Linked DNA regions of Mus musculus: all the other regions are linked to region 2. Evidence: chromatin contacts called from public HiChIP or PLAC-seq and Micro-C data. All regions are on one chromosome and are shown on one strand. The core of a region is the stretch at or near the end of the contact, and the rest is flanking DNA. Distances in the headings are between cores, read along the strand shown.

What was found. A called contact is a pair of places that touch in the nucleus more often than the background predicts. HiChIP or PLAC-seq counts read pairs in DNA pulled down with a chosen protein or histone mark.
Region 1: a contact with region 2 is called in a FOXA1 HiChIP or PLAC-seq map of pancreatic cancer cells. The contact joins the promoter of Cnpy3 here to the promoter of Tjap1 in region 2. A contact is called at or near these places in 6 of 39 promoter capture datasets (hematopoietic stem and progenitor cells, hippocampal neurons, liver and 2 more), 3 of 115 datasets of contacts at active chromatin or transcription factors (astrocytes, extraembryonic endoderm stem cells and pancreatic cancer cells) and 2 of 9 other capture datasets (embryonic stem cells and liver).
Region 3: a Micro-C map of embryonic stem cells shows a contact between it and region 2, with 1.5 times the contacts expected there. The contact joins the promoter of Ppp2r5d here to the promoter of Tjap1 in region 2. A contact is called at or near these places in 11 of 39 promoter capture datasets (the 3T3-L1 cell line, 3T3-L1-derived adipocytes, the C10 cell line and 6 more), 1 of 15 datasets of contacts at CTCF or cohesin (large pre-B cells), 1 of 484 Hi-C or Micro-C datasets (embryonic stem cells) and 8 of 115 datasets of contacts at active chromatin or transcription factors (bone marrow-derived macrophages, embryonic forebrain, embryonic stem cells and 2 more).
Region 4: an HNF4G HiChIP or PLAC-seq map of pancreatic cancer cells shows a contact between it and region 2. The contact joins the promoter of 2310039H08Rik here to the promoter of Tjap1 in region 2. A contact is called at or near these places in 4 of 39 promoter capture datasets (hematopoietic stem and progenitor cells, hippocampal neurons and liver), 3 of 115 datasets of contacts at active chromatin or transcription factors (astrocytes, embryonic stem cells and pancreatic cancer cells) and 1 of 9 other capture datasets (liver).

What each region holds. Positions count from the first base shown.
Region 1 is chr17:46,747,753-46,754,577 of GRCm38.p6, reverse strand. It overlaps Cnpy3 (canopy FGF signaling regulator 3), which reads left to right and starts at 2,364. Exons shown (of 6, transcript NM_028065.4): 1 at 2,364-2,605. The coding sequence starts at 2,455.
Region 2 is chr17:46,280,749-46,288,164 of GRCm38.p6, reverse strand. Tjap1 (tight junction associated protein 1) reads left to right here and starts at 5,139. Exons shown (of 10, transcript NM_001252474.1): 1 at 5,139-5,205; 2 at 5,726-5,819.
Region 3 is chr17:46,701,488-46,708,436 of GRCm38.p6, reverse strand. Ppp2r5d (protein phosphatase 2, regulatory subunit B', delta) reads left to right here and starts at 3,435. Exons shown (of 15, transcript NM_009358.3): 1 at 3,435-3,604. The coding sequence starts at 3,578. Gm52314 (a long non-coding RNA gene) reads right to left here and starts at 2,812. Exons shown (of 2, transcript XR_003952400.1): 1 at 2,729-2,812; 2 at 1-1,895.
Region 4 is chr17:46,770,162-46,777,316 of GRCm38.p6, reverse strand. It overlaps 2310039H08Rik (RIKEN cDNA 2310039H08 gene), which reads right to left and starts at 4,682. Exons shown (of 1, transcript NM_025966.3): 1 at 3,910-4,682. The coding sequence starts at 4,504. The coding sequence ends at 4,160. It overlaps Rpl7l1 (ribosomal protein L7-like 1), which reads left to right. Exons shown (of 7, transcript NM_025433.3): 7 at 1,581-3,410.

The DNA of each region.
Region 1 (6,825 bases), core at 1,115-3,614, 470 kb before region 2:
GGTCACGGTGTCTGTTCACAGCAGCAAAACCCTAATGAAGACAGCAAACCTCTGTAGCTCCTGGCTCCTTGCTGATGTTGCCGATTCCTTGTATCAGTCTTCCTTTCTTCCTCCTTTCTCTCCTTCCTTCTTCCTCTCCCTTCTCCATCCTTCTTCCCTCTCCTACCCTTTGTCCTCTTCTGCATTTTCTTCTACTTCTGCTTCTTCAAGACTGAATCTTGCTACATCGGTCTGGCTGGCCTCAAACTCACAGAGAGCTTCTTGCCTCTGCCTCCTGAGTGCTGAATATCCATATACGTAGTAGAGAGGCAGGGTCTCTTCATTTGAACTTTGAATTCTTAACTAAATCTAGAGCGTCTGTGCCTTGGTCATGGTGTCTGTTCACAGCAGCAAAACCCAGCCCCCCCCCCCCTGCTCCCCTATGGCCTGGCCACTCTCCTGCCTCAAAAGGCTGAGAATGGGTGTGTGGGTGTTATGGCCCTTAGAGGAGTTTGAGGGATGGGGCTTACTGACACAACTGCTTTAAACTAGACACCACTGACTACAAAGGACAGGCTGGGCATGGAAGTCTTCGTAAGGGCAGCAAATCCACCCAGACCTGGAAAGAAACTCAATGGAAACGGAGCTTTCTGGACAACGCTGCAGTTGCTAACAGCTTCCCAGAGTTGAGCTCAAGGCAGTTTAAAGGAAACCTGAGGAGTCAGAGAGTCCCCCTAGGACCAAGGCTGGCCTTGAACTCTTCATCCTTCTGCTTCTCCCAAAAGCTATGGTCTTTCTTTCTGCCTTCACCTTCTCTGGTGTGATGGAGCCGCACCATCCCACCTGACTGATATTGCCCACTTTTTATCTCCTGCCAGATTGAGTCCAGAACCTCATGCACACGAGGCAGCCCCTCTGTAGCTAAGGAAGGTCTGTGTTCAGCCAGGGAGCCCTCAGCAAGGATCTCTTAGCTCAAGTCCCCTGATGCTGCAGAGGCAGGAGAGAAGTGTAAATGTCCAATGCCAGGTTCCTGCCTTTTAGGAGCTCAGAATCCAAACAAATAACAAAAGAGATTGGAATACCATACAAAAAATGCTGGGATGTTTATCCATCTGTCCCACATACTTCAAGGTGGTTTTGTTTTGTTTTGTAGATATGGCCTCAAGTAGCTCAGGCTATATCTCCCTCCCCCTCACTATATAGCCAATGACAGGTTTATGCCAGCCTGGAGATGGATCACCAGGGATTTGCACATGGTAGTCAAGTGCTAGGCAAAGATCTCCCAGTGAGCAACATCCCTAAAACTAGGGATTTCTTTTTTAATTCCATTAATTCATGAATTATTGATTTGAGCTTCCCAACAGGCAAACCTCGAGATGTAGGAGGATCACTCTTTGTTTGTTTTTCGAGACAGAGTTTCTCTGTGCAGCCCTGGCTGTCCTGGAACTCACTTTGTAGACCAGGCTGGCCTCGAACTCAGAAATCTGCCTGCCTCTGCCTCCCGAGTGCTGGGATTAAAGTCGTGTGACCATGCCCGGCTAAGAGGATCACTCTTATCTGTTTATTAATCTAGTTTTCATAAGGAGAAACGCAATTACTGGATATCTGGGCTGTTGTGAGGCCCTAAGTATCTATTCGAGTGAGTGGCTGCAATAATAAGCCTTAAAAGCCGGTGTCTAGTGAGTGCTTGCAACTTTATAAAGAAAGCCATGGTTAGGGTTGATGAGTTAGGTTAGTGACTAAAGAGGGCCACCATTAAGCCTTAAGGATCCAAGTTTGAGGTCCAGAACCAACATGGTGGAAGGAGGCAACTGATTCCAGTCGTCTTCCAACCCAAAATAAATATATAAAGACTTTTTTATTAACACCTTAATGGGGGTGGGGGTGCGGGGAGAGGACCACGAGGCCCGGTGTGGAGGTGCACTTAGAGGCAGCTGGATTTCTGAATTCGAGGCCGGCCTGGTCCACGCAGTAAATTCCAGGACAGCCAAGGATACAAAGAAACCCTGTCTCGAAGAACAAAAGACAGAAAACAAGAAACAAAACCATGAAAGATAGTCCGTTATCCAGGGCTAGAATGCCCAAGGCTGGTTCATCCAAGGTATGATGAAGGTTCACCCGCTAGGAACTGATGCTCCAGCTACTGAGCCTCCTTTAGCTGGCAGTGATATCGCTATAGGGCGCCAAAGCCACCATCCGCTCTCTGATTGGCTGAGATGGGAAAAAAAAAAGATAGTTCCTCTCATTGGCTATAAAGCAGACGCCGAGCGAACCCATTGGTTGCGTCGCCCGCGGGCCTTGGTCGGTTTCGCAAGCCGCTAGAGGCTACCGGGCGTGGGGCGGGCCGGAGCTCGCCGTTGCCGTGGTTACCCAGAGGCACGTGCGCAGTCCCGGAAGCGGCCGGGGGAAGCTGCTCCGCGCGCGCTGCCGGAGGAAGCGCCGCCGGGTCCGCTCTGCTCTGGGTCCGGCTGGGCCATGGAGTCCATGTCTGAGCTCGCGCCCCGCTGCCTCTTATTTCCTTTGCTGCTGCTGCTTCCGCTGCTGCTCCTTCCTGCCCCGAAGCTAGGCCCGAGTCCCGCCGGGGCTGAGGAGACCGACTGGGTGCGATTGCCCAGCAAATGCGAAGGTGAGGGGGCGGGGCCGCGGGGCGTAGCCAAGCCCGAGGGGCGGGAGGGGGCGGGGCCTGTGGGAAGGGTCTGGGCCTGGCAGGACCTGGGCTGGGGTCTCCTTGGCCCTGCTGTGTGCTTTGCGGCAATGCTGGGTGCTGTGACTCTCGGATAACCTGGAGATCCCTGCTTTTGGGCGAATCCGGGGGTAGTTGCTCATCAAGACTAGAGGTGGGGGTGGAGGGAAGGCTTCATACAGGAAGCCTGCTGCGAAATGAAGAGTTGGCCAGGGAAAGCATGGCGTGCAGAGGAACTCACTCCGCAGAAACCACAGAAACAGAGGCAGATGAGGAGGCCCTGCCGGCCTAGAAGCCAGAGGGCGAATTTGAGGAACTGAAAAGGTCCATATGACGTAGAAAAGGGAACCTGAAAATTTTCCCGTGGTGCTTTCACTACAACCTAATTTGTGTATGGTTTTGGCTTCTTGAGAACAGGTACTGAGTTGCAAATATTTATTGGCAGACCAAAAAAAAAAAGGGGGGGGGCTTTACATAGGATTATATGGAGGGGCGGTGAGTGTATGTGGAGAGAAGAGACTCACACTCAAAGGATCAAGAGGTCACTTTTTTGAAAGCATCGAGCGCAGAGGAGACTGAAGTGAAGGAGGTAGATTTTAAAAATCGAAGGACAAGGAACTGAGACCTCTCTTTTGCCCTGCTCATCATTGCTCAGTTTCCTCTCAGACCTTTGCAGCCATCGACCTTCTTTCTAAGTCCTCGAAGGCCCCCCTCCCCCGAGTATTCTGGATATCCATTTTATGCACCAAGCAGATGTACACAGGCCAGATGTTCCCTAAGCACTGGATGCTGGGCTGGTGGTTTGGGACACATTAATCCTCCCATTTGAGCTGTTAAATGTGTGGCGAATGGGGGCAGGGGACTCGGCTCAGTGGGTAGAGTGATTGCCAGAGGATCTGAGTTCAGATCCCCAAGACAGATATAAAAAGCCAGACGCTGCAATGTTTGTGCACCCCTGATCCCCGCACCTCCGCACCTAAAGAGATGCACAGGAGACCAGCCAGTCCAACCAAATGATCACGCTCCAGGTTCAAGTGAGAAACCTTGTCTGAAAAACAAAAGATGAAGAACAGTATCAGAAAGGAACTCTGGCCTCCATGTGCATATCCACATATCCACACACGTGTGTGCACACACACACTGTAACTACATAGGACTTTTTGTTTTTAAGTGAGACTCCCTAGAGTTAATGTGAGTTCACTGGAAGATACCTGTTAAAAGGTCTCACCTGTTCTAGGATGGTCCCTTACCTCCCCACCAGTCCTGGGCTTTTGTTTTCTTTGTTTTGTTTCTTTTCTTTTCTTTTACTCTTTCAAGACAAGGTTTCTCTGTGTAGCCCTGGCAATCCTGGAACTTGCATTGCAGACCAGGCTGGCCTCAATCTCAGAAATCTGCCTGCCTCTGCTTTCCAAGTGCTGGGATTAAAGGCGTGCGCCACCACTGCCCGGCTTCTTTTAAAGTTTTGTAAGGTTTTTATTTATGTATTTTTGTATACGAGTGCTCTATTTGCATAAGTGCCTCATGATGGAAGAGGGCATCAGACAGATGAGAGCATCAGATCTCATTACAGGTGGTTGTGAGCCACCAAGTGGGTGTTGGGAATTGAACTCGGGACCTCTGGAAGAACAGCCAGGACTCTCAAAGCTGAGCCATTGCCCCAGCCCCCATCTTTCTCCTTTTCTTTTTTCTTTTGGTTTTTCGAGACAGGGTTTCTCTGTGTAGCCCTGGCTCTCCTGGAACTCACTTTGTAGACCAGGCTGGCCTCGAACTCAGAAATCCGCCTGCCTCTGCCTCCTGAGTGCTGGGATTAAAGGCATGTGCCACCACGCCTGTCTCTTTCTCCTTTTCTTAATCACAGCCCAGGAAGCTCCTTTCTTTTCCTTAGGAGACATCCATAGATGCAGAGTCATAGAGCTGGCAAGGCTCTTATAGCCCATTGAGGCCTAAACTCATTTTGTAATCAGTAGAGATTATTTTCAGTCACGGAGTGATTTGGCAAACTTTGACTCTTAGGCACCTCTTAATACTTTATTTATTTATGTTTATTAGTATTGCATCTTTATTATTAATTGCTGATTATTTCTGGCTCACAGAGCCTGCCTTCAGGCTTAGTAGTCTTAAGTGGAACAGGCCTCAGCACAGAGAATGGAGAACCTGCCCAGAGAAAGTGGGTGGTAGTCCATGGGGGTCTGGGGTCTATGCCATGAGTCTCCCACAAGTCTGCTTTATGTCTAAACTGGATCTTATAGGGATAATGGTTCCCTGAGAGGCCCAGGGAAGGCAGGACTTTCTTGAGGATATTTAATGCAGTGTCGGGAGACAGGGTCAGAGAAGCCTCTAGAGGGTTTTCCCAGAGCCAGGGGCACATCACGCCCTGAGAGTGGTAGCCTCCTTTTTAGTTGCTGTCACGCCTTTCTCTTTCACTCTGAGCATCAGGACAGGTGGAGCTTAGTCACCATCCTCCTGTCCCCAGTGCTCAGCACAGGCCTCGTCTCAGTGACTGCTTGAGGAGGGGAGGGAGAAGTAAGAGGACGCTTGCACACAAACAGTGAGCCTCTCTGGAGCACATTAACTTGGCAGCCAGAGAGAATTGGTAGGAAACACATGAAGTCAAGAAATAAGACAGCCAGCTGGGCATGGTGGCGCACGCCTTTAATCCCAGCACTTGGGAGGCAGAGGCAGGCGGATTTCTGAGTTCGAGGCCAACCTAGTCTACAAAGTGAGTTCCAGATCAGCCAGAGCTATACAGAAAAACCCTGTCTCAAAAAAACAAAAAGCGGGGCTGGTGAGATGGCTCAGCAGTTAAGAGCGCTGACTGCTCTTCCAAGGTCCTGAGTTCAAATCCCAGCAACCACATGGTGGCTCACAACCATCCGTAACGAAATCTGATGCTCTCTTCTGGAGTGTTTGAAGACAGCTACAGTGTACTTAGATTAAATAAATAAATTAAATATTAAAAAACAAACAAAAACCAAAAACACATCTCAGGGACAAGTAGGGAAATTTACTATGAATTGTTGGACCATTCCCATTCATTTTCTGATTGCATACTGTTTGTTTGTTTGTTGTTTTGGTTTTTCAAGACAGGGTTTCTCTGTATAGTCTTGGCTGTCCTGGAACTCACTTTGTAGACCAGGCTGGCCTCGAACTCAGAAATCCGCCTGTCTCTGCCTCCCAAGTACTGGGATTAAAGGCGTGCGCCACCACCACCCGGCTGCATACTGTTTTATGGCTACACAGAAGTTTGTATTCACAGGATGCACATTATGATATATAATCGTTTATAATGTATAATTGTTGAGATTATTAAAAATTAGATACCTCAGGGGTAAACATTAATGGCTGTTCATTGTGAGTGGAAGGCTAACAGTTTTCATTTTGTTCTGTCAGCTTAATGTGATGGATATTTTATTAGTTTTATTCTAAAATTTTGTTTGCATTTACTTGTATTTGTTGGGCAGCTGGAAGGGTAGACGGGCACATACCACAGTGCGCTCTGGAGGTCAGAGGGCTGCTTACATGAATCTCTTCTCCCACCTTGTTGGTCCTGAAGACAGAACTCTGGTCACTAGGTTTGGGAGTGACCCCCGTTACCTCCTAAGCCACCTCTCTGGCCCGTTATTTTTATTATTTTTTTCAAAAGGTTTATTCAGTGTACATGTATGTATCTACAGGCATGTATGTATGTATGTATATATGTGTATGGATATATGTATTCTCTGTGTGTGTTTGTGTGTGGTGTGTGCATGTGTGTGTGGTGTGTGTATGTACCTTCTTCATTGCAGTGTTTGCAGAGGCCAGAAAAGGCATTGGATCCCCTGGAGCTAGAGTTAACTGTTAACTGTGGGCTGCCATGTGGGCACTGGGCACAGAAGCCAGGTCCTCTGCAAGAGCCAGTGCTCTCTGCCACTGAGACCTTTTACCCAGCCCTACTCATTGTTTAGGACTAATTTTTCGAGACAAAGTCTCACCACGTAGCTCTGAAGTCCTGGATTTTGTTATGTACAGAGGCTGGCCTTGAACTCAGATACACCTGCCTCTGTTTCCTGAGTCACCACTCAGGATTCCAGGTGTGTGCCACCACACCAGGCTATGATTTGACATTTCTCCTTGTCTCCTGTGTTGCCCAGGCTGGCCTTGAATTTACAGCCCCCTTGCCTCAG
Region 2 (7,416 bases), core at 3,890-6,389:
CACCCTCTCATTTGCCCACATACTCCTAATAAACAGAGGGATAGATGCTCCTGCAGGCTCTGGACCTGGAGGAGTCCTAAGGGCTTGTAGAGCGTGCCTTTGTTCTCACCAAGTTAGGGCAGTTTATCTGCTTGTACTGTCCTGTGTTTCTCTAAGCCAGTTCTAGCCAGTCCAGTAAGGACTTTAGACTTGGGGGGGGGGGGGGCTGAGCCGGTGCTGGGAGGGAGATTATCCAGGAAGTGCATCTCTCAGGGGGCAATCTGCCAGCAGAGGGGCCCTTGAGTCCTACAACAAATGTTGTAAGCAGCCTCCCTCTGGCTGTTTCCTGTTTTCCACCCACCCCCATCCTACCTCTGAAGCATCATCAGAGCCAGCTGTTCAAGAGCTGAAATCCAAGTCCAGCCATTGTTCCCCACTTTTGGCTAGCGCGGCGCGCGCGCGCGCGTGTGTGTGTGTGTGTGTGTGTGTGTGTGTGTGTGTGTGTGTGTGTGTGTTACTGGAACCCATTGTGTGCCTCAAGGACTGTTTTACCTGTTGTGCAAAGTCTTAGGCCCTGGATGTCCTGCTTGGGATACCTGGAATTTCCTGCCCAGGGCACGGGAGGAGGCTGTGTTAGGATGGGTGGATGCTGAGAGCAGGCATGAGTGTTGAGGAGTGATAGGGAAGAGGGGTCTTGCCTGATGACCAGTTGAATATGCTCTTTTTTAAAATGGCAAGAGAAGGACCACTTAGACCCTAAGCATGTTCAGACGCATGTTCACAGACTTGGCAGGACGGGGAGTCACTCATCCAGACAGTGAGGGAAAGGTACAGCAGCACCAAGTGTTCACATGCATGTCTCTGCCACCTGCACTGCCTAAGGTGAATGAGGGGGTGACCCAGGCCCCAGGTGGGAGTGACTCAGCCTCCCTAGCCGCTGTTCCAGGTATCATTCCCGGATGCTTCTGGAACCTGGAGCCCCTTTTTCTGCTTTTCCTGTAGAAACAACTGTTGAGTTTACAAGAGAGCAGAATTTCCAAGGCCAAGTCTCACACACTGACCTGGAGTGGATAGGGGGTGGGGGTTGGGGGTTGGGGGTGGGGGAAGGCCTGCTGATTTGGCAGAGATGGGACAGAATCATCCAGCCTTACTGCTGCCTGCATAGCCAAACAGAATCCATTTCTATCTCTATAAATGTGACTACTAGGTCACTAAAATAACAGCAGTTGTTTGTTTGTTTGTTTATAGTGCTGGGAGCCTCCATCCATTTCTATCTCTATAAATGTGACTACTAGGTCACTAAAATAACAGCAGTTGTGTATTTATTTGTTTATTTATTTATTTATTTATAGTGCTGGGAGCCTCCCATGTGACCAGCAAGTACCCTACTGTTGAGCTACATCCTCTATCCCCTTTTGTGTTTTCTGCTTTAAGTCACGCAAGCTGCCCTTGACCTTGTGATCTGATCTCTGTGCCTCAGGATCCCTAGTAGCTGTGATTTACCGGCCTGTGACACCAGGGTGGGCTCCTGTTGTCCTCGACTAGCTCGCTTACCATAATGTCCCCTAAGTCTGTGTATGCTGTACACACGTGAGGGCCTCACAGCGTAACACAGGCTGAAGCTGTCTATGGAAGCCAGACTGTCCTTGAAATCACCGCGATCTTTCTGCTTCCATCTCTTGGATGTTGACATTACTGAAGACATGTTTAGTCTTCGCTAAGAAAGTCACTTGAAGTGCGCCATACCCAGGTGTGGGCTTGGGCTCCTGGAGGAGCTGTGGCCTCTCTTCATTTCTCCTGCTTTGCTTTTGGCTTTCTTTTGCTGCTGCAATACCTTCATACACAGCTAAAATTATATTTCTTAACCTTCCGACAAACTCAATATCCTAAGGTTGGAAAAAGACAATGTATGTAGCAAAACTTTATGCACCATAGATTTCATTAGAAGGAAGTTAGGAAGGAGCTATGGACAACTGAAACTTTAGGAAATTAACTGATCATTATCTTTTGAAATGATCTTTTTTGTTGGGTTTCAGGTTTTGAGACAGGGGCTCATGGAACTTAGGCTTGTCTTTAACTCTGCGCAGCCTAGAATGCTCTTGATCATCTTGTGCTGTCTCTACTTCCATCCTTCCAGGCCCCTTCTCCCCACCCACGTGGTACAGCTCTAGGGATGCAAGAACACACCTGGCTCTGAAACAATCTTCAATGCCTCTCTGTAGCAGGGAACTGAGCTAATTCAGGTGTTCTCTGTGTCCAACCAACGTCACAAAGAGGGGGTACAGCAGCCTCCTGGATTCAAATTCTGAGCTTGTGATATTATTTATTTACTTATTTTCAAATAAGTTTTCTCTGTACAACAGCCCTTCCTGTCCTGGAACATCGTTTGTAGACCAGGTTGGTCTTGAATGTACACAGATCCACCTGCTTCTGCCTCTAGAGTACTGGGATAAAAGTCGTGCACCACTATCATCTGGCTAAAGGTTTTGTTTATAAACTTTTTTTTTAAGTCAATTTATCTTCATTTTGAGCCTGTGTTATCCTCTCTCAGCAAACGGCACATTTTAAAAGTGCTGAGTGAGCAGTTTAAAGGGAACCGAATGGAGCTGTGTAATGGTCAGGAGCCAGTTTGTCCTGTTTTAGGTGGGAAGGATTGAAACAGGTTCTTAATTATACCAAGTTATAATTGTTATGAAAGCTACCCCCGAGCTACACCTCCAGCCCCTTATTTCGAGTTTCATAAAAAAAAACAAAACAAAACAAAAAAAACTATGTGATCAATTTTATCAGTGTAATCTTGTTTTCGAAACTATATGTGATAGAAGAGCACAGGGGGTGATGGGAAATATAGTGTGGGATTCCAGCAAGGCACTGTGTTGCTTACCGCCAATTGGGGCACTGGGGAGTCAGAGGTCCGTGTACTTCTGAGTTTGAAGCCAGTCTGGTGTTCATAGTGAGTTCCTGGACAGTTGGAGCTATGTAGAGAGACCCTGTTTTGTTTTTGTTGATTTTTTTAAAATAATAAAACAATGCAAACAAAAAAAGAAAAGGATGTGGGACTCTGTCCTCTAGAGACCTGGGATCCTCTGGGAGGTTTTATTTGTGTGTGCTGACTGGGGAGGGTAGTAGAAACCAGCTCACCCAGGGACTGACCCAGCTCCCATCTTGGGCCAGGGAAATGGGACACCTCTGTGCTATGAAATGTTGATGAGCTATAGAGGGGACCTCGCAGGAGTAGCAGATGGAATTCCTGGACGATTGTTCCGGCTGTCACCAGAGAAGACTGGCAGGAAGGAGAGCTGGATAATTTATGGAGGGACAGATGCTGAGGCTTCTCCGGAACCATCTGGTCAAGCGGGGCCTGGGCTTGGGGTAGATTGATGTCTTTAGGTCAGAGCAAACTGGTTGGCCACGAGTCCTCCCTGTTTCCTTTACCTGGCTTCTTCTAGTCCTGGAGTCTTTTCAAAAGGGCCGTGCTCCCTGAGGACACAGAGGCAGACTTCCAGCTGACTCCCCTCTCAGGTTCTCCTTTGTTGCAGGGTTTGGCCTTGCCACCATCCCCGCCAGGGCCCAGAGGTGTCTTGGGGCGGGGGGTGGGGCATGACTCTTCTTTCCCACTGCTAGATTCCAGAATCTTCCAGCCACTCACTTCCAGATCATTTATTGAATAACAAATCTTTACTGAGTACCTACTTTGGTGCAAACAATTTAGACACTAAGGGCACTGTGCTGAATGAGGAAAAAAATTAGGAGTTTTCATGATAGTAGGACAGATGGTCAGTAAACAAAGAAAGATTTAATATGATGTCAGATAATAATGGTCTCCATGTGAGTAAACGTTAAATGAAGCAGTTGGGTGTGTGTGTGTGTGTGTGTGTGTGTGTGTGTGACTGGGATCCTGAATGACCACAGACGTGATCATTTGAACAAGGACACACCTGTTGGTGACTCCCTAGAAGGAGAACATTCCAGCCACAGGAAACAGAAAGCCGGAAGCCTCAACATGCTTAGCAGGCCCCAGGAAAACCTGCTGCCTAACCACTGTTGTGGGCTGTGCACCTGCTATGGGACATCCACACGTGCTCTTTGACTTGAAGAGACGTTAGGGCAAAGGGACGCAGCAAGTAAAACAACAACTCTGGAACCGGAGAGGTGCTCAGCCGTGAAGAGCATCTGCTGCCCTTGCAGAGGACCCAAGGTCAGCTCCCAGCACCTACATGGTGGTTCACAACTGCCTATAACTCCATTTCCCGGTGATGCCATACCCTTTTCTGACCTCTACAGGCTCCTGCATGCACATACAGAGACGTGGGCACATACACATAAAGTAAACTCATAAATAATTATGGTACAGGATATCTGTTATAAAGTTCGGTGTAACTAGTTAGAGCCGTCTAGTAAAAGGAGCTTCAAAGAGAAGGCTTTTTGGAAGCGTTGACAGTTTAAGAATGGCAACTGAAAACTGGGCCTACCGTCTAATACCCGTAATACCAGGTGCGTCTCGATGCTTGCCTGGGCTACATAATGAATTTGAAGTCAGCCTGGGCTGACTCTCCCCTCCCTCCAAAAACAGTATAAAATTGACCTCCTGAGTGGAGGAACTGGATTGCAGATCTCAAGGCTTGATTTTCTGATAACACAAGACAATTTAAGAACCTGAAGACTTTTGGGAGAGGTGGGAAGCACGGTTGAAAAGGGTGGTAGAGACTGGGTCGTGCGTTATCTTCCGTTGAGATGAAAAGCTGGCATTTTCCTTTGCCTTGTGTGGCACCCTGAAGTCAGAAGCCAGAGGCTCTCTGTGAGTTCAAGGTACAAAGTGAGTTCACATTCCAAGGCCAGCCAATGAGGCCTGATGGGTGGGAGTGGCAATGAGAGTCGGGGTACGTGGAGGGGTGTGTTGGTATTTTTCTTTGTATACGAAGCATCTTGTATTTTTTAAGCGTTGTTCTCTATTTTTTCCCACAGTACCAGCCTTTTCCCCTTTCTCACTGTTGAGTCCTACTTCCAACACCGACTTCCTTCTTCCCTTACCAGGTCTGCAAAGGAGGAGATTCCCACTTTCCCAGCATCACCAGGAGTCCTAACGCTTTACCCCGAGGCCCCGCCCCCAGGCCCGCCCCTCCGATGACGCACGGCGCCCGGTGCGTGGGGATTCCCGCGGTCCAGGCCCCTACCCGGCCTGCCCCGCGGCAAGATGGCTGCCTGAAGGAGAGGCCCCGGCAGAAAGTTTGTTGTGGGATTTTTGAGTAGTCGCGCTGGGTGGCGAGAGTTGAGGGGGTTTGCGGAACTCTAGCATGGAGTAGAGATGGAGGGAGGGAACAGCTCCGAGGTGGAGAACTAGGATGCCAGGATGGAGGAGGGTTGGAGGCGGAAAGAAAAAAAAATGCCGATGGGGGCGGAGGGGAGGGAGCCTGGAATTTGGTGGCAGCCCTAGGGGAGGAGATGGGGCGGGGGTGGGGGGTAGCCAGAAATAGGTGTGGTTCGGCTTCTGGAGGAGCAATCGCTCACGGATTGAAAAAGTTACTTCTCTCAGAGTAAGGAAGCCTGGAGCGCGAGGCAGAGGCCTGACTCCCCCAGGCCGGTGGGAGGGGAGATGGCTCTCGTAGTCGGGAAGGGGTAGGAGTGAGATGTGGAGCGTGCAGGGCGGGTCTCCCAAGGAGGGGACCGAAGCCAGTCGTGTGACCCTCTTCCAGGCTTAGATTAGCCTTACCCATAGCCCCTATAGCAACGTCTGCCCCCATTTCAGCTTGAAGACCCAAGGGCCCCAGGGACTGGAAGAAATCACATTGCCTGCTTGGAAAGAAGAGGTAGCAACTTGCCCCAGCCCAACCCCAGAGCGGGTAAGATGGTTTGCAGAGGCAGGGTTTTGAGCGATAATCTCCCTGGGAGAGGATCCATGGATTTGGTGAATCAGTTAATCCGAGAAGTTTGCTTGCTCTTCTACAGAGGTTTTTGTTTTTTGTTTTTTTGTTTTTTGTTTTGACTGTGATCTTTAGTTGGTGTTTGGTAAGACTGCTGGCTACCTTGTGGGAGCTGGTGTAGAGTTGAGTGTTGCTTGCCTTCAGCTGTATAAACAACTCTGGGCAAGTAGACGGTCCACTAAAAATAGTCTTCCTTTCTTAATTGTTTTGTTTATTGTTTTTTGAGATAGGGTCTCACAGGGTAGCTCTTCCTGGCCTGGAACTCTCTATGCAGAGTGAGCTGAAAGTATTCTGGCGGATTCTTGTCACAAAGCAGCTCCCTGTTTGTGTTACCATGTCTTCTTCCATTTTCCCCCTCAAGTTGTCAAATGTGCCATTCTGCCTGGAAGTAGTAGACCTGCGGTGGGTGGCAGACGATGGGGAGTCACAATCAACTTTCTGATGGGGTTCACCGACGTTTAGGTCATTTCTATGAGCAGCTCCCGAATTCACTCCTGGTGCATGTCTGCTTTGGCATTTTTTTTTCCTTTTTGGTAAGAAGATGTTATTGGTGTTCCTTGGTTGTGGCCTGGGGGAGCTGTGTCCCAGGTGAGGGAAAGTCGGGCTAGGACTCAGATGAGCTTCCATGGGCAGGGGTCAGTGTGACCTGGGGAAAGTTGTGAACACTCTTTATCCCTGACAATCCCCCATAAACATGTCACTTTGCAGCTGTATTGGTGAGCTAGAGGCAGGAAAAATTACAGAACGTGCCCTTTTCTGGTTAGCATTCTCTTCATCTTTTCTATGTGCTTTAGCAGATCTCATTTAAAAAAGAAAAGGCAATCTCTGTACTCAGAGGGAGCCTGGTCTTCCATGTAGTGAACTTACTGCTGGAGAGAAAGGGGCCTGAAGGCTGAGAGTATTAATACAGTCTTCACTATGTTGCTGCCCCGGGGCAGATAGAGTTGTGAGCCTGCCTCTGACATTTGAGGTTTTTGTTGTTGTTAGTGGGGTTTTTTTGTTTTGATTTGTTTTGTTTGTTTGTTACTGTTTTTGAGTCAGGGTCTTACTGTGTAGTTCTGGCTGGCCTAGAACTCTTCAGGCTGACCTTAAACTCATGAACACACAATGCCTAGCTTAGTTTATTTTAAATATTGTAATTAAAGTATTTTTATTTTATGTTTGTGAGTGTTTTGGCTGCAGATATATTTGTATACCAGATGTGTGCCTAGTGCCCATGAAGGCCAGAAGAGGTATCCTATCCCTTGGATCTGGAGTTCCAGATGGTGATAAGGTGCCATGTAGGCGCTGGGAATTGAACCCACTTCTAGAAGACCAGCTAGTGCCCTTAACTGCTAAGCCATTTCTCATGGGTTTGTGTGTGCCTGAGTATGTATGTGCACCATGTGTTTTCAGGAGCTCTCAGACTGCAGAAAGGGGCATCTGAGAGCTGCCTTATGGGAACTGAACCCAGGTCTTCTGCAGAACAGTAAACACGCTTAATTGCTGAGCATTCTCTCCAGCCCCCAATTAGCTT
Region 3 (6,949 bases), core at 2,186-4,685, 420 kb before region 2:
AGAGCGCCAGATCTCATTACAGATGGTTGTGAACCACTATGTGGTTGCTGGGATTTGAACTCAGGACCTTTGGAGGAGTAGTCAGTGCTCTTAACTACTTAGTCATTTCTCCAGCCCCCAATAATCCTTTTACACTTGGAACTCTTTTGGCCTAGTGTGCTGTGTTCAGACACGAGCCGCTATTCTAACATGTCAACTATAACCTAGAGTTAACTCATTTGGCTAGACTGGCTGACCAGCAAAGCAGAGGAGTTCTTTTGTGCCTGTCCTTGTCAGTGCAGGGATTGTGGACGCTTGGCCACGCCCAGGTCCTTCTCGAGGATGCTGGAGGTAGCTTCGAGGATGCAGCTCAGGCTCTTGTGCTCCTGCAGCAAGTGCTGCTGCTGAGGATGGCCATGGTATTTTCACAGACTGCACTTTCTTCTCGGTTTCTTGAGGGTTGCTCTTGAACTCACTGTGGAGCCTGATCCTTCTGCTTCCAACTCTTCAAGTACTGGGTTTGATTTGTTCTGTTTTTGTTTTTGTTTTGTTGTTGGTGGTGGGTTTTTTTGTTTTGTTTTGTTGGTTTTTTTCGAGACAGGGTTTCTCTGTATAGCCCTGGCTGTCCTGGAACTCACTTTGTAGACCAGGCTGACCTCGAACTCAGAAATCCACCTGTCTCTGCCTCCCGAGTGCTGGGGTTAAAGGCGTGTGCCACCACACCTGGCTTTGATTTGTTTTTTTTTTGTTTGTTTGTTTGTTTTTGTTTGTTTGTTTGTTTGTTTTTTTGAGACAGGGTTTTTCCGTATACCCTTGGATGGCTTTGAACTCATGGCAATCCCACCTCAGCCTCTTGAGTTTGAGAATCAGAGATGTGCACCATCATGCCTGGCTACATTGGTGCATTCAGACACACATTTACTGGGGGTTTAACCTAGGGCCTCACACATGCCTGGCAAGCACTGAGCTCCAATCCCAGTCCCTCCTTTTACATTGTAAAACTGCATGCAAACCAGACTGCCCACTGTGGTACTGTAATCCTAGCACTTTAGAGGTTGAGGAGAGGTGATTTCAGGTTCAGTGACAGCCTGAGGTACATAGCAAGACCCTGTGGCAAGAACAACAAAAAAGAAGGCCCTGGGGACTTGGATTCCCACAGAGAAGAAAAAAAAATCCCACTTGCAGCCGAACTTTATGTGTCTCTGTCCCCTGCTTCCTAGAGGAACCAAGGTCTGCAGGTCTAAAGAGGCTACACAGTCAGTGGCAAGTTTATGCCCCAGGACTACAGTGCATCTTGAGGTTTTGGGTATGGGCAAGGACATCTGTTGATCAGCTCCATCAGAGGACAACTGCCTCAGTTACACTTGTACAGATAGGAATATCCACCAGCGAACAAACACCTTTCTTCCCCATGCAAACAATAGTAGAAATGCAGCCTCACTGTGTGCTCCCCTCAACTCAGTGTTAGTCACCGAGCAAAATGCAATTCTGTATGAGAGCCAGGCTCCTCTCCGTGCTGGCCTTACCCTGTGCTCACTCTTGAAGGCACTCCAAGCTCCTACTTGGCTTAAGCTTCCCTGGCAGAGATCACCCGACACCTCCTAGTTGCAAAATCAAAGTGTTCTATTCAGTGTTTAGCAGACTCTACCTGCCTCTGGCCATTGTGACACCAGTTCCCTCTAACCATCTTTCATCACTTAGGAGTCACCCTCAATGCATCCTTTCCCTGATACTGTCTCCCCGAATCCAGTGACTCACCGAATCCCGTTGACTGTACACGTCTCCGGAGCTCATCCGCTTTTCTTCATTCCGGTTTTTAAAGTCATTCACGTGCATGTGTGTGTCTGTGCGTGTGTATGCCACCTATGCAGGTGCCCAGGGAGGCCAGAGGAGGGCAGGGCGTCAGGTTCCTGGAGCTGGGGTTACAGGTGGTTGTGAGCCAGCTGTTGTGGGGGCTGGGAGCCTAGTTTAGGTCCTCTGGAAGAGCAGCAAGTACTCTTAACCACTGAGCCTTGTCTTTTTTTCCATTCTGTTCTTGAAGTTTTAAAATTGTGTGTGTGTATGTATGTATGTATGTATGTATGTATGCATGTGTCTATCAGGTCCCTTGGGGCTGGAGTTACAGGCAATTGTGAAGCAGCTAATGTGGGTGCTGGGAACTGAATTCAGGTCTTTTGGAAGAGCACCATCTTCCCAGCCCCCATCTTTCCCAATATTGGGGCTACTGCTCTTTGTGTAAGGATGATTGACTATTGTTTGGTTATCATGCTCCTGGGGGAATCCAAGACCTCTTTCCTGGGGAACAAACGGCCACAGGCTTATTTGTAACTTTTTAGTTCTGAGAGTTGTTTCTTTGTTGTTGTTGTTTGTGGTGGCGGGTAGGTTTTTTTTTTTTTTTTTTTTTGTCTTTTTTTTTTCTTTCTTTTAAGAGGTTCTTATTGTAGTCCAAACTGGTCTGCAACTGGCTATAGTTAAGGCTGGTCTGTAACGCCTGATCATCCTGCCTCTATCTTCCAAGAGGTGGGGTTACAGGGGCAAACCCATCACACCCAGCTCGCAGATTTATTTTTGATGGACCTCCTCCAGTTCTTTAATGTAATCTATTGGCTACTAGGATAACTAAAATATATTCCTCCATGTCATTCTGAGGTTTGTGTAATTTATGTGATTGTATTTTAATCGTCTCTTAATACGAGTCTGTGAACCTCATTAGAGTGGGAACTACCTGAGGGCAAGAACCCAGTCTTACCCACTTGAACACTAGCTTGGGTGCGGCGGCGGCTCAGGGCTCAGGTAGGGAACGATGAGGCTGCTTTTTCACTTCATTCTCAGTGGCTCCAAACGCAGCTGTTTTACCGATTCCAGCACCCTTCCAGCAGCTACAGGGACCCACGTCTTGAAGCTGCAGCAAACCAGGGTTTCTTATTTTATTTCAGCCCGGTTCCACCGCTGATAGGCTTTCCCCTCTGCTCCTCTGCAACTGTGATCTAGGACAGACTTGATGAATGCCCGGGAGTACCCTTGGGAGTCTTCTCTATCATTTCACGTGTGCAATTTGAGCTACTTTAAATTCCTGTGAAGAAAGGTGCCCTTTTCGTGTTAGGGCCTTTTTCCTCCAGTCCGTACGAAGCAGGGCAGGTAGAAGAGCAGGGGAGAACATGAGAGCCACTTCTGGAGGGAAGGAGCAGAGCTCAAAGGACTGAAGAATAGCAGAGGACGACGCACAAGGCGACGCCGGAGAACAGATCTGCTAGCCAAGCTCGGGTTTCCCCATGGCTCCGCCTCCTCCACGAAGCCCGACCCTTTTCAGGGCGGGACCTTCCACTCCAGCCAATTCTGGGAGCCGAACCCTGGCGGTTTGTACTCTTTCTTTCCAATGAGAAAAAAGGGAAGCTGCTTGGCTCCAATGACCAATCCGAGGAGGCGGCTCCTGGTTCTCAGGCAGGTTTGTAAGAGTTCGGGCCAATTGGAAGCGCAGCCACGGCTCGGCCCGGGCGCAGCGCGCAGGCGGTGGCGAAGAGACGCCGAGCGGGCCGAGTGTGGCCGAGCAGAGCCGGAGCGGGGCCGCAGGAGCCGGGCCGGGTGTGGACCGGCCGAGATGTCCTATAAACTGAAGAAGGATAAGGTGAGCGTGGCCTTTCCCCTTGCGCCTCCGCCGCCGGGCCTGCGCGCAGCTCTGGGAGGGGCCCGAGGCAGGCCCGGGACAGCCTCAGACTGACCCTCTGGTCCGGCCCCCCGCAGCACTCCCGCGGCCAGCCCCAGGGCCGCGCGACTGCCAGCACCCCCAGTCCGTGCAGCAGCTGGGACAGCTCTCCGTCTTTGCCCGGACAGATTTCCCCCCACCTATCCCTCTTCCCTTCCTCTTTGCTCCTATCCCCGGCCCCCTCCAGATCTGCTCCACTCCCGGCTCACTCCCTTGCTTTTTCTCCCCGCCTTTATCTGTCCCCGATCCCCCACGGTTTGGGACAGTGCTCATTTAAGACCGCATTTCCCTCCAGTACTTCCCCCACCCCCGCCCTGAGCAGCCCCTTCCCTCTTCTCCTCACCAGCTTAAAAGACGGCCTCTCCACAGTTCTGTACAGTCCCTCCTTCCCCCCCCCCGCCCCCCCACGACAAGCCCCTGACCTAGAACCGCTCTGCTTTCTCTCTCCTCCGCCCAAATCTGGCCTAGGCCCCTCCCTCGAGTCTTCCTTTACACACAAACTTGTAAGCCAGGACCGAGCCCTTCTTCTGTTGATGGAACCCCAGAACGTCTGTGCTGGAAGGGAGCTTTGGAGCACATGCAGACTAGCATGCTAGTGGTACAGATGAGGAGACTGAGGCCGGGTCAGGGGAAGGGACTTGTCCAAGGTCACACATCCTGCTGGAGGCCCAGCTGCAATATCAGGTCTCCCAACTTGGAGGGCTCTTCTGTGCAAGTGCCTAACTGGCATCAGCTGGCTTCCATGTTCACCCTAGACGGGACTCGGTTTCTAATCTGTTAGAGGCTCCTCCCTGTATTCCTTAGGATAACCTTTGCATTTCCTTTTTTTGCACCAGGACAGGATTTCTCCCTTTCTTCTGGCCTGTTCTGTTTAGTTTTCTTCTCATTCTGCCGTCCAGTACACTCGGTTTCTTTATTATTTGCAGTGGCAGAGATCAGACCCAGGGTCTTGCACATGCTAAGCATGTGCAGTACCATTGGGCTACACTCCCAACCCCACAGGCCATTTCTTGATGTTACCGTCTTTTGCCATCTTTTGCCTCCAAACCACCCTGACCTGTCCCTGCCTTTCCCTTTGTTTGCTGCTCTTGCTTGATCTGTGGTTCTTCTGAGAAGCAGACTCAGCTGGGGAGGCTGGAACTGGTCTTCAGACTCCCCAGCTTTTGGGCTGGCCCCTTGTGTTGGGCTGGCTCTGGCCTGGTCTCGTGGTCCACTCTCCTGATGACCCCAGAGGTGGATTGCATTCATTTTTCCCCTGATGGATGCTGGGCTACCATCTCTAACCATATCAGTCAAACTCTTTATCCCGGGGCTGTTGTGTGTTTGCCAGGAGGCTCTGCTTCTGGGCTGTCACTGTCTCGGTCTGAGAGTTAGATAGAGCACAGGACAGGGGGTGGTGAGCCAGGCAAAGTTGTGTGCCCTACCTGGGTCTTATCCTTGGGGAGTGGGCTTGCCAATGGGCGCCATCCAGCAATAGAAACTGTGCACTCAAGATAGCTAAGCCCGGGACTGGGGCTGTGGAGTTCAGAGGAAGGGGTGATCTCCTTAAGCGCCTGTCGTTTCTAGTCTGTGGACCAGATCCTGTCCCATCTGTCTGGCGGCTGATTGGGAATTAGAGGGGACGTTCTTAGACTTCGTCAGGCTGTGAGTGCTTTGCTTGAGAAAGGGCACAGGAAGGACCGGGATGCGTGGAGGCAGCCAGGGAGGCCTTTATGAGAGCTAATCTCCTGCACTGGATTTTGGGCTGCGTTTGGCCTCCTTCAGGTTCTGAGGGGGAGAGAGATGACAGTGTGACTGAGGTGTACCAGGGTGGAGGCACAGAGACAGGTGGGTGGAGGCCCCTTTATTGCTCATCTGTCACCTGTCCCCTCTCTCCTCGCTATCCTTCCCTGCTTCCCTGGGGAAGTCTTTCCTGGGCCTTCACTTGGGCTCACTTACAGACTTTATGTGTTCAGCCTTGGGTGGGAATGAACTGTGGACACGTTTTATCCTCCTTGAGGTATTAATGAAACTGTGTGCAGGTTTGCATGTCCCTTACACATAGCACATAGTAGGTGCTTCGTAGGCTGGTGCTGAGTCAGTCTTTTTTTGTGAGATGAGCATCCTTCCCTTTTAAGATTGGATTTAGGTCTTTTTAAAAAAAAGGTTTCCTGCATTAGGTACCCCTCCCACTTTCCTGTTCATCGTAGCGGTATTAGGCATTTGGATTTTCTGTACCAGACACTGGGCTAAGGGAAGTGGGTCCTATCATGGTTTTTGTTTAATAGGTGAGGAAGAAGAGGCCGAGAGAGGCTCCTCACCTCCCCACTCGCACATAAGTAGTAAGCGCTGAGGTTAAAACACAGTGCTGGCCCGAGAGTCCAGTGCCTCCCGTCATGCGACAGCTGGGCCGGGCCACAGTGCCTGTGTTTCACCTGTTCTTTAGAAGACAGGGAGTGAGGCTCGTGGGCCCTGTTCCCCTACACCCACTCACACCCACACACCAAGGCAGCTGAACCTCTCAGGCACACTCCCTGAGAGATGAGTATCAGGTGGGTGGAGGGTACCGGAAGCTTAGGCGGCTCACGATCCAGCAGAGACCAGCCTGAGTGGCGGTGGGTCAGCTTTGTTGGAGGGCCTGTGTCTGTTGTGTGCTGTCACTGTTGTGTGCCTGTGTCACTTTACTGCTGGGCCCTGTCCTGGTTGCATTTCCCCCCCACCCCCCCTCTCCACCACTTGCTGAGAGCAACTGACAGGAGTCAGTATGGCCAGCCTGATCAGTAGGCAGTGGGAGAGTGCTCAGCCCAGAGGAGCCCCTTCCTCCTTAGGCAGAGCTTCGAGCTGCTCCCCATCCGGGAATGGTTTTCCCTCTCCACCCCCAGAAAGCCTTCCCCCCTGCTCCAGCCCACACAGAACTCTTCTCTCTGAGATCAGCTTGCCCCCATAGTCAAACCATTTGATTTAACACTTCTTCCTGAAGGGGCTTGGCTGCTTGAATTGCAGACTCTCGGAGCTGGAAGTGATTTCTAAGGTCCTCCAATCCAGCTCTCATCTCAGGCTTGAATCCCTTTGCATCATGCATTAGGGGAGGCCATCCAGCCGCTGCTCAGATGCTCAGGACTGGGAGCTCAGCCTCACGGGGCAGTCTGTTTCCACGCAACCGCACCGTGAGAAAAATCCATCCTCGCTGGCCTCAGTCTGTCCTGTGGACGCTAGCCCGTTTCTCTCATGCCTCTGAGTTGTGTCTCTGCCGCACACGCAGCCCTTCCTCTGCTGTTCATCTCGATC
Region 4 (7,155 bases), core at 3,433-5,932, 490 kb before region 2:
CTCAAGACCTCTGGAAGAGCAGTCAGTGCTCTTAACCGCTGAGCCATCTCACCAGCCAGAAATTATATATTTTTGAACCCGTTTTATTTTTTTGTTTTTTGTTTTGTTTATTTGTTTTCCGAGACAGGATTTCTCTGTATAGCCCTGGCTGTCCTGGAACTCACTCTGTAGACCAGGCTGGCCTTGAACTCAGAAATCCGCCTGCCTCTGCCTCCCAAGTGCTGGGATTAAAGGCGTGTGCCACCACGCCCGGTGGTTTTTTTTTTTTTTTAAATTTATTTATTTATTTTATTTATTTACTTATTTTGGTTTTTTGAGACAGTTTCTCTGTATAGCCCTGGCTGTCCTAGAACTCACTTTGTAGACCAGACTGGGCTCGAACTCAGAAGTTCACCTGCCCCTGCCTTCCGAGTGCTGGGATTAAAGGCATGAGCCACCAAGCCCAGCAGTTTTTTTATTTTTATTTATATGAGTACACTGTCGCTGTCTTCAGACACACCAGAAGAGGGCATCAGACCCCATTACAGATGGTTATGAGCCACTGTGTGGTTGCCGGGAATTGAACTCGGGACCTCTGGAAGAACAGTCAATGCTCTTAACCACTGAGCCATCTCTTACTTAAGTACACTATAGCTGTCTTCAGATGTGCCAGAAGAGGATGTCAAATCTCATTATGGGATTACGGGTGGTTATGACCCACCATGTGGTTGCTGGATTTGAACTCAGGACCTTCGGAAAAGCAGTCAGTGCTCTTATCCACTGAGCCATCTCGCCAGCCCTGAACCCATGTTTTTAAGAGTCCTTTTTCACAAACTTAAGTGCTGTCATGAATGTCCCAGCATTTCCCTTTTTGTTGAGACCTCAGCCATCCATACCTTCACCCCTGATGCATGCTGACTGGTTATCACTAGCATTAACGCTAACTGGGATAACATTCCTGAGGAATGTAAGTCATTATACAAACATTATTATACAAAGAGGCCTTATGCCCATAGCAGCCGTCAACACTCATGGAGGCTCACACCTGCTGGCCCTATACAGGTGCCGAGAGCCATGTCATTCTGTCCCCTGCTGAGGCCATGCCAAACCCAGCACTGGGGTAGGTCAGAGGACACTTCTCTCCTCTATTGGTTCTGAGAATCTTTACTGGGTAGTCTTTGTGGCCAGCAGTCTTACTCACTGAGCCATCTTGTTGGCACCTTGTCTGACTTTTGGTGGGCCATGCTTGTCAACTAGAAGTCCCTCTGTACGCTGGAGAGCTAGTTAGCAGTTGACCCTGGCACTTGAAGAATGAGAGTTGTTCTGTGTGAAAACAGGAACAAGCCTGTGTGTTGACCTGTTGGAAAGGGACAATGCCTGATACAGCTCTGTTAGGTCACGGGCTAGAAAATGTCTATGTTGCTGTGGACTTTTAGCCTGCAGTGGAGGAGGAATCACATCAGAAACTGATTTCAGAAGGACTATGCAGGCCGGTTGGTTACCTGTTCTGCTGAAGGATCGCGACTGGAACACTCTGTCGCTGTTCTCTCAGACCCAAGTTGAGATTGGTTTGTTGACACAGCTGTGTTTTCCCTCCTTAGGTTTTCCAAAAGCACCCCTCGGAAGTGTTTTTGTCGTCGTTTAAAATTATCAAGTATCTTCAGAGAAGATTATTTTCTGCCTTCAGAAACTGAAGGAAGGCTTGGGCCTAGAGAACGACAGTAAGGTGCGAGCACCGGAGACACTTAACACAGCTCAGTCCATGGAAGGACGAGTTCCCTCATTGGCTGCCTGTCTCGAAATCCACGCAAGCTGTGGAGGAAAGAATTACCCTGCTCATCCTGCCTTCTATCTTGGTGTTTAATGTTGGGTGGGCAACAAGCACAAACCTCCCTCCCACCCCCTCCAAGACTGTTAGAGCAGTGGGCCAGACCAAGCGGCGCACTTGAACATGGATCAAGAGGGTCCCGGTTTTACTTTTTATTTTTGTCAGGGTAGGCAGTCTTGTGTTTGCTTTGTTCAAAGCAGGGTCTCCCTGTTGGCCCTGGCTGGCCTTATACTCCACAGCAGTCCTGCCTCCTCCTCCTAGGTGCTGGGATTAAAGGCGTGCGCCACCACGCCCGGCTACAGCCTGCATTTTTATGCACATTGGTCTGTTAAGCTAGTTGCATTCTGTGCTACCGGAGGGGACTGAAGTTTAATCACTTGTCTTCTATTAAAAACTAGTGTTTGCCTGGGCCTGGTGTGTATACCTTTAGTTGCAGCGCTTGGGAGGCAGAGGCAGGCAGACTTCATGAGTTCAGGGACAGGCAAGCCTGCTCTACAGATTTCCAGGATACCCAGGGCTACACATAGAGAAAATGTTAAAGATAAACAAAAAGCTGGACAGTGGGGGAGCACACCTTTAATCCCAGCACTCGGGAGGCAGAGGCAGGCGGATTTCTGAGTTCGAGGCCAGCCTGGTCTACAGAGTGAGTTCCAGGACAGCCAGGACTACACAGAGAAACCCTGTCTCAGAAAAAAAACAAAACAAAAACCAATGCAGTGATAGATTGTTGTTTCCTAAACCACATGTACCCAGGAAATGCCCACTAAATTTCACCTGGATCAGTGTTAACTGATCATTGGGAAATGAGGTGACCAAAAATGCATCGCAACCTTGGACAAACAGCATGGCTATTTAACATTCTGGGATCCTGCAGAATCCTGCATCTTCCTAAGTAGGGAAGCACTGTAGCATTGGAGAGAGGCCTGGGCGAGCAGAGCTAAGGCTTCCATTTCTGGCTTGCTTGGAATTTAAAACAAGCTTTTTTCTATATAGTAAAAGATTGTTTTTAAGATTTTTGCGTGTGAGTACATGCCAAAGTAGCCAGGAAGTGTCACTTGCCCTGGAGCTAGAATTACTGGCAAATGAAGGCTCAGAGGTGGATGCTGGGACCAATTCTAGGCCCTCTGAGAAAGCAGGTGCACTTGGCTTGTGCCTCCAGCCCCAAAGGCGATGGCTTATTGTGAGCCTGAGGCCAGCCAGGGTTACAGAGACTCAAGAAACAAGTGGGGTTGTCCATGTTGCTGGAGATGACCCAGGTCTATTAGGACCTTGACTACATGGATAGACATTCTGGCAGCTAGTATACTGCCATTGGGGCCTATGGAGAAGTAGCCACCGAGCCTATTTAGAAAGAAGGACTGCTGGCAAGCTTGGTGTCACTATGAAGGCAGACAAAGATCGATGTATTAACGACCCCGACTCCAAAAACACTCGAGGGGGCCCAAGGTGGGCTCAGTGGTTAAGAGCCGTTCGCCCAGGGGCTGGAGAGTTGGCTCAGTGGTACCACATGGTGGCTCACAACCATCTGTAATGAGATCTGACGCCCTCTTCTGGTGTATCTGAAGACAGCTACAGTGTACTTACATAAAATAAATAAATCTTTAAAAAGAGCCGTTCGCCCAGTCCCCTGGGCATCTGGCACCGTTTCACAAGTCCTGCGGGGAGGAAAGAATGCTCCCTCAGAAACCCAGGGCTTAATTCCCAACTACTAGTTTCAGCCTTGGAGATGAATCTGGGTAAGGCACCTGCTGCCAAGCCAGAGCTTAACCGGGGGGGGGGGGGGGGGGGGGGGGGTCTGGTGCATGGTGGGAGGAGAAAGCCAACTCCTATGGGGGTACCAACTACCAAACTGCCTCTGCTCGCACTACCTTAGTTGCTCCCAAGAGTCAGGGTTTTTTAAGATTTAGTTATGTGGCCAAGCACACTGACAACAGAAGAGGGCGTCAGATCCCATTAAAATGTGAGTCACCATGTTTGCTGGAAATTGAACCTTGATCCTCTGGAAGAGCACCGAGCCCTCTCTCCAGTCCCCCAACTCCAAGAACCAGGGTTTCTATGTATCACTCTGGGAAGGAACCTTTTCATCAAACCCAAACGACTGCCAAGTTAGAAATGCCTTTTGGATATCGGTTTATCGGTATCATCAGAACAAGCGGGTCCAGGAGGTTGTGCTGTCCTACAGTGACAAGGGAAACTTATTTCCGTTACACAAATGGACTAGGACACAGTATGAAGTTGAAATTTGGCATCCAAAAACAAAATTACTAGGCAACATTGAGTCCCACAGGTGGCAAGTGTCCAGACTCAAGTTTGTGTAGGACCCAGTCATGCCCTCGGGAAACACCTCGAGCATCAGGAAACCCTTGGGCCTCCGTCGAGTTGGGCGGCTGGACTGCCCCGGGATCGCTCCTCGATGGTCGGAGGCTGCGTCCTCGTGTCTAGGGCGATGGTGCAGGGTGAGGCGGCCGAGCCCGCATCTTCCCAGGGCTTGGGCCTCCGAGGGAGCAGAGACGCGGTGGGTTCACCGTGGGTCGCAGTGATGTGGCGTTTCTCCAGGCCCGGGACCTCCTGGCCCTTCTGTACCAGGTGCAGGAGCTCCGCCAGGGTCACCGAGGCAGGAGCTGGCTCGGCAGACGCCAGTGCACCGCTCGGACTGGAGACACCGCCACGCTGGTCCATGTCCTGCCACCAGCTCATCCCCCGGATCCGGCTGTAAGCACTTCCGGGTGGAGTGGGAGCAACCACTTCGTGAAAAGTAGAGGGGAGCTTAGTAACTTAGCCCAGGGTAGACCTTCCAAGACCCGGGCTATTTGTGCAGAAGCTGCAGCCTGGGTTAACCTCCAGCTCTCATTCCACAACATGAGATGTGCTGCGGTGGGTGAGGAGCGGGCGGGGTGGGGTGGGGGAACGAGCCAAAAAGTGAAGTTTTTGCACCCAGTGAGACAAGTGTGAGGAGGCGTGGCTGTACAAAAGCACTTCCCTTTGGCACGTGTAGATGCGGACGCAGGCTGCGCGCTCAGGGCCGGGAGGGTCGTCTTGGTAGTTTGAGTCTCGCGCTACAGTCCAGAGCGTGATTCTGTATGCTTTTCCAAGCAAGCAAGCAAGCGCTCGTCACATTTGTTAATTGTGGTACTAAGGATCAAATCCCTGGTTTTTGTTGTTGTTGTTTGGGTTTGGGTTATGTGTTGTTTGGGATTTGTAGTCAATTTTGGTTTGAGCCAAGGATTCGTCATCTCCCAATGTCTGCTGCGCTACACCTCCCAATGCTGTTCAGATTTCTGTATCAAAGCTATCCTGACAGGATGCAGTGGCTCATGCTTGTAACACCATATGCTCGGGCCATAGAGCCAGCCGAGTTACACACTGAAACATGTAAGTATATAATAAACAGCTTGATCTGGCACAGATCAAGAAATCAGTAAGTAAAGCATACTTTGCATAATGTTAAAAGCACACAGCATGTTTACCCTTCACCGGAAACAACCCCATGAAACCCAAAAAGTGGGTAAGATGGCTCAGCAGGTAGGGCTATTGAATTTTTATCCCCGTTCTCATGTTTTCAAGGTCTCCTGTAGCCAAAGCTGACCTTGAACTTGAACTCACAATATAGTCTGTGTGTGTGTGCGTGCGCGCGCGTATGCACGCGTCTGACTTCGGATCCTTGCCTTCGAAGGGCAGAAGTAGGCAGACCGCCGCATCCAGCTGGCATTTATCTGGGTTTGTGGGCATTCAAATTCTGACCCTCACACCTGCACGGCAGGCACTAACTGCTGACCATTCCCAACCGCGGCTTTGAACTCCTGGCCCTCCACCTCCGCAGTGCTGGGATTACAGGGGTCCATGTCCAGTATGTGCTGGGAATTGAATTGTATTGTATGGTGCCGGGAATGGAGCACAGGAGTTTATATGTATTAGCCAAGCACTCTACTAACTGAGAGCTCTGTCTGCAGCCCCTCTGGCACACTTTTCCTCATGTAATGCTGAACCTCTTAGGGCTTCCTTTCCTTTCCTTTCCTTTCCTTTCCTTTCCTTTCCTTTCCTTTCCTTTCCTTTCCTTTTCTGTTTTGTTTTTCAAGACAGGGTTTCTCTGTGTAGCCCTGGCTGTCCTGGAACTCACTCTGTAGACCAGGCTGGCCTCGAACTCAGAAATCCACCTGCCTCTGCCTCCCAAGTGCTGGAATTAAAGGCGGGTGCCACTACTGCCCGGGCCCCCCTTTAATTTTATTATGTGCATCTATGTCTGTGTACTACATGCATGCAGTACTGCTAAAGGCCAGAAGAGAGCAACTGAACCCTTAGTTCTGCTATCATGTCGGTGTTGGGCTTTGAATTCTCTGGTCTTCTGGAAGGACAGCCAGTGCCTGGAGGCCATTATTGAGGGTCCCCAGTGATCTCTCCTGTAGCCCCTGCAGCTGTCTCTGCATGTTCATCCAACTTCCTGGACCTGACAGAGTCAGTGCAGCAGGCTCCCTGGCCTTCTAGTTTCTGGGCCTGGTCAGGCTGGGAGAGAGTAGCAGGAGGAGAGAAGAGATAGCTTCAACAGATTTCATTCTGTTTCCCCTCCTCAGGGTCTCATCGGCAGCAGTCCCTCCACACAGCCCTCTGGTTTAAGGGTTCTGACACAGCTCCCTTCTCACTCTCTCAGATGCTACGTTGTCTCCTGGGAACTCCCTTGTCCTTGCCCACATCGCTCTCTGCCCATGGGCTCTACTAAATTCTCCTTAGATTTTCCAATGTCGTCGTCTCTTTCTCTCCCGCCCTTCCTCACCAACACTAGAAGTGGTTCCTTCCAGGAGTAGACAGAACAGAGTGTTAGGATTAGCCCTCCCACGCTGTGCAGGGGGACATGCGTGTGACTGGAGGGGACATGCGTGTGACTGGGGATCCCATTCATGTGAGGAGATCGTGGATAGATGTTGTGCCCAGCTCTGCGTGGCCATGTTGCTTGTTTTTATATCTATAGGGAAACACAAGGGTCCTCAACTTCTGACAGAAGGGTAGCTTGGATTGGCACCCTGGCTGGAGGCCGGCATTGAGACATCACCGTGAGATCACCAAGTTCCAGGACCGATTAAAGGCTCAGCCCTTCCTTTCTTATAGGATTTCATTTTGTAGTCCAGGAAGGCCTGGAACTCACCACCCACCTACCTTAGCTGCTTGATTCTGGCATGAGCTCCCACACTTGGACTTCCAGATGTCCGTTGTAAAAATCAGAAAGGTAAGAGTTACTGAGTGGACCTTGAGATGGGTCAGAGATATTACATATCTCTATCTACATATCTATGATATCAATGTAGATAGATAGATGGATAGATAGATAGATAGATAGATAGATAGATAGATAGATA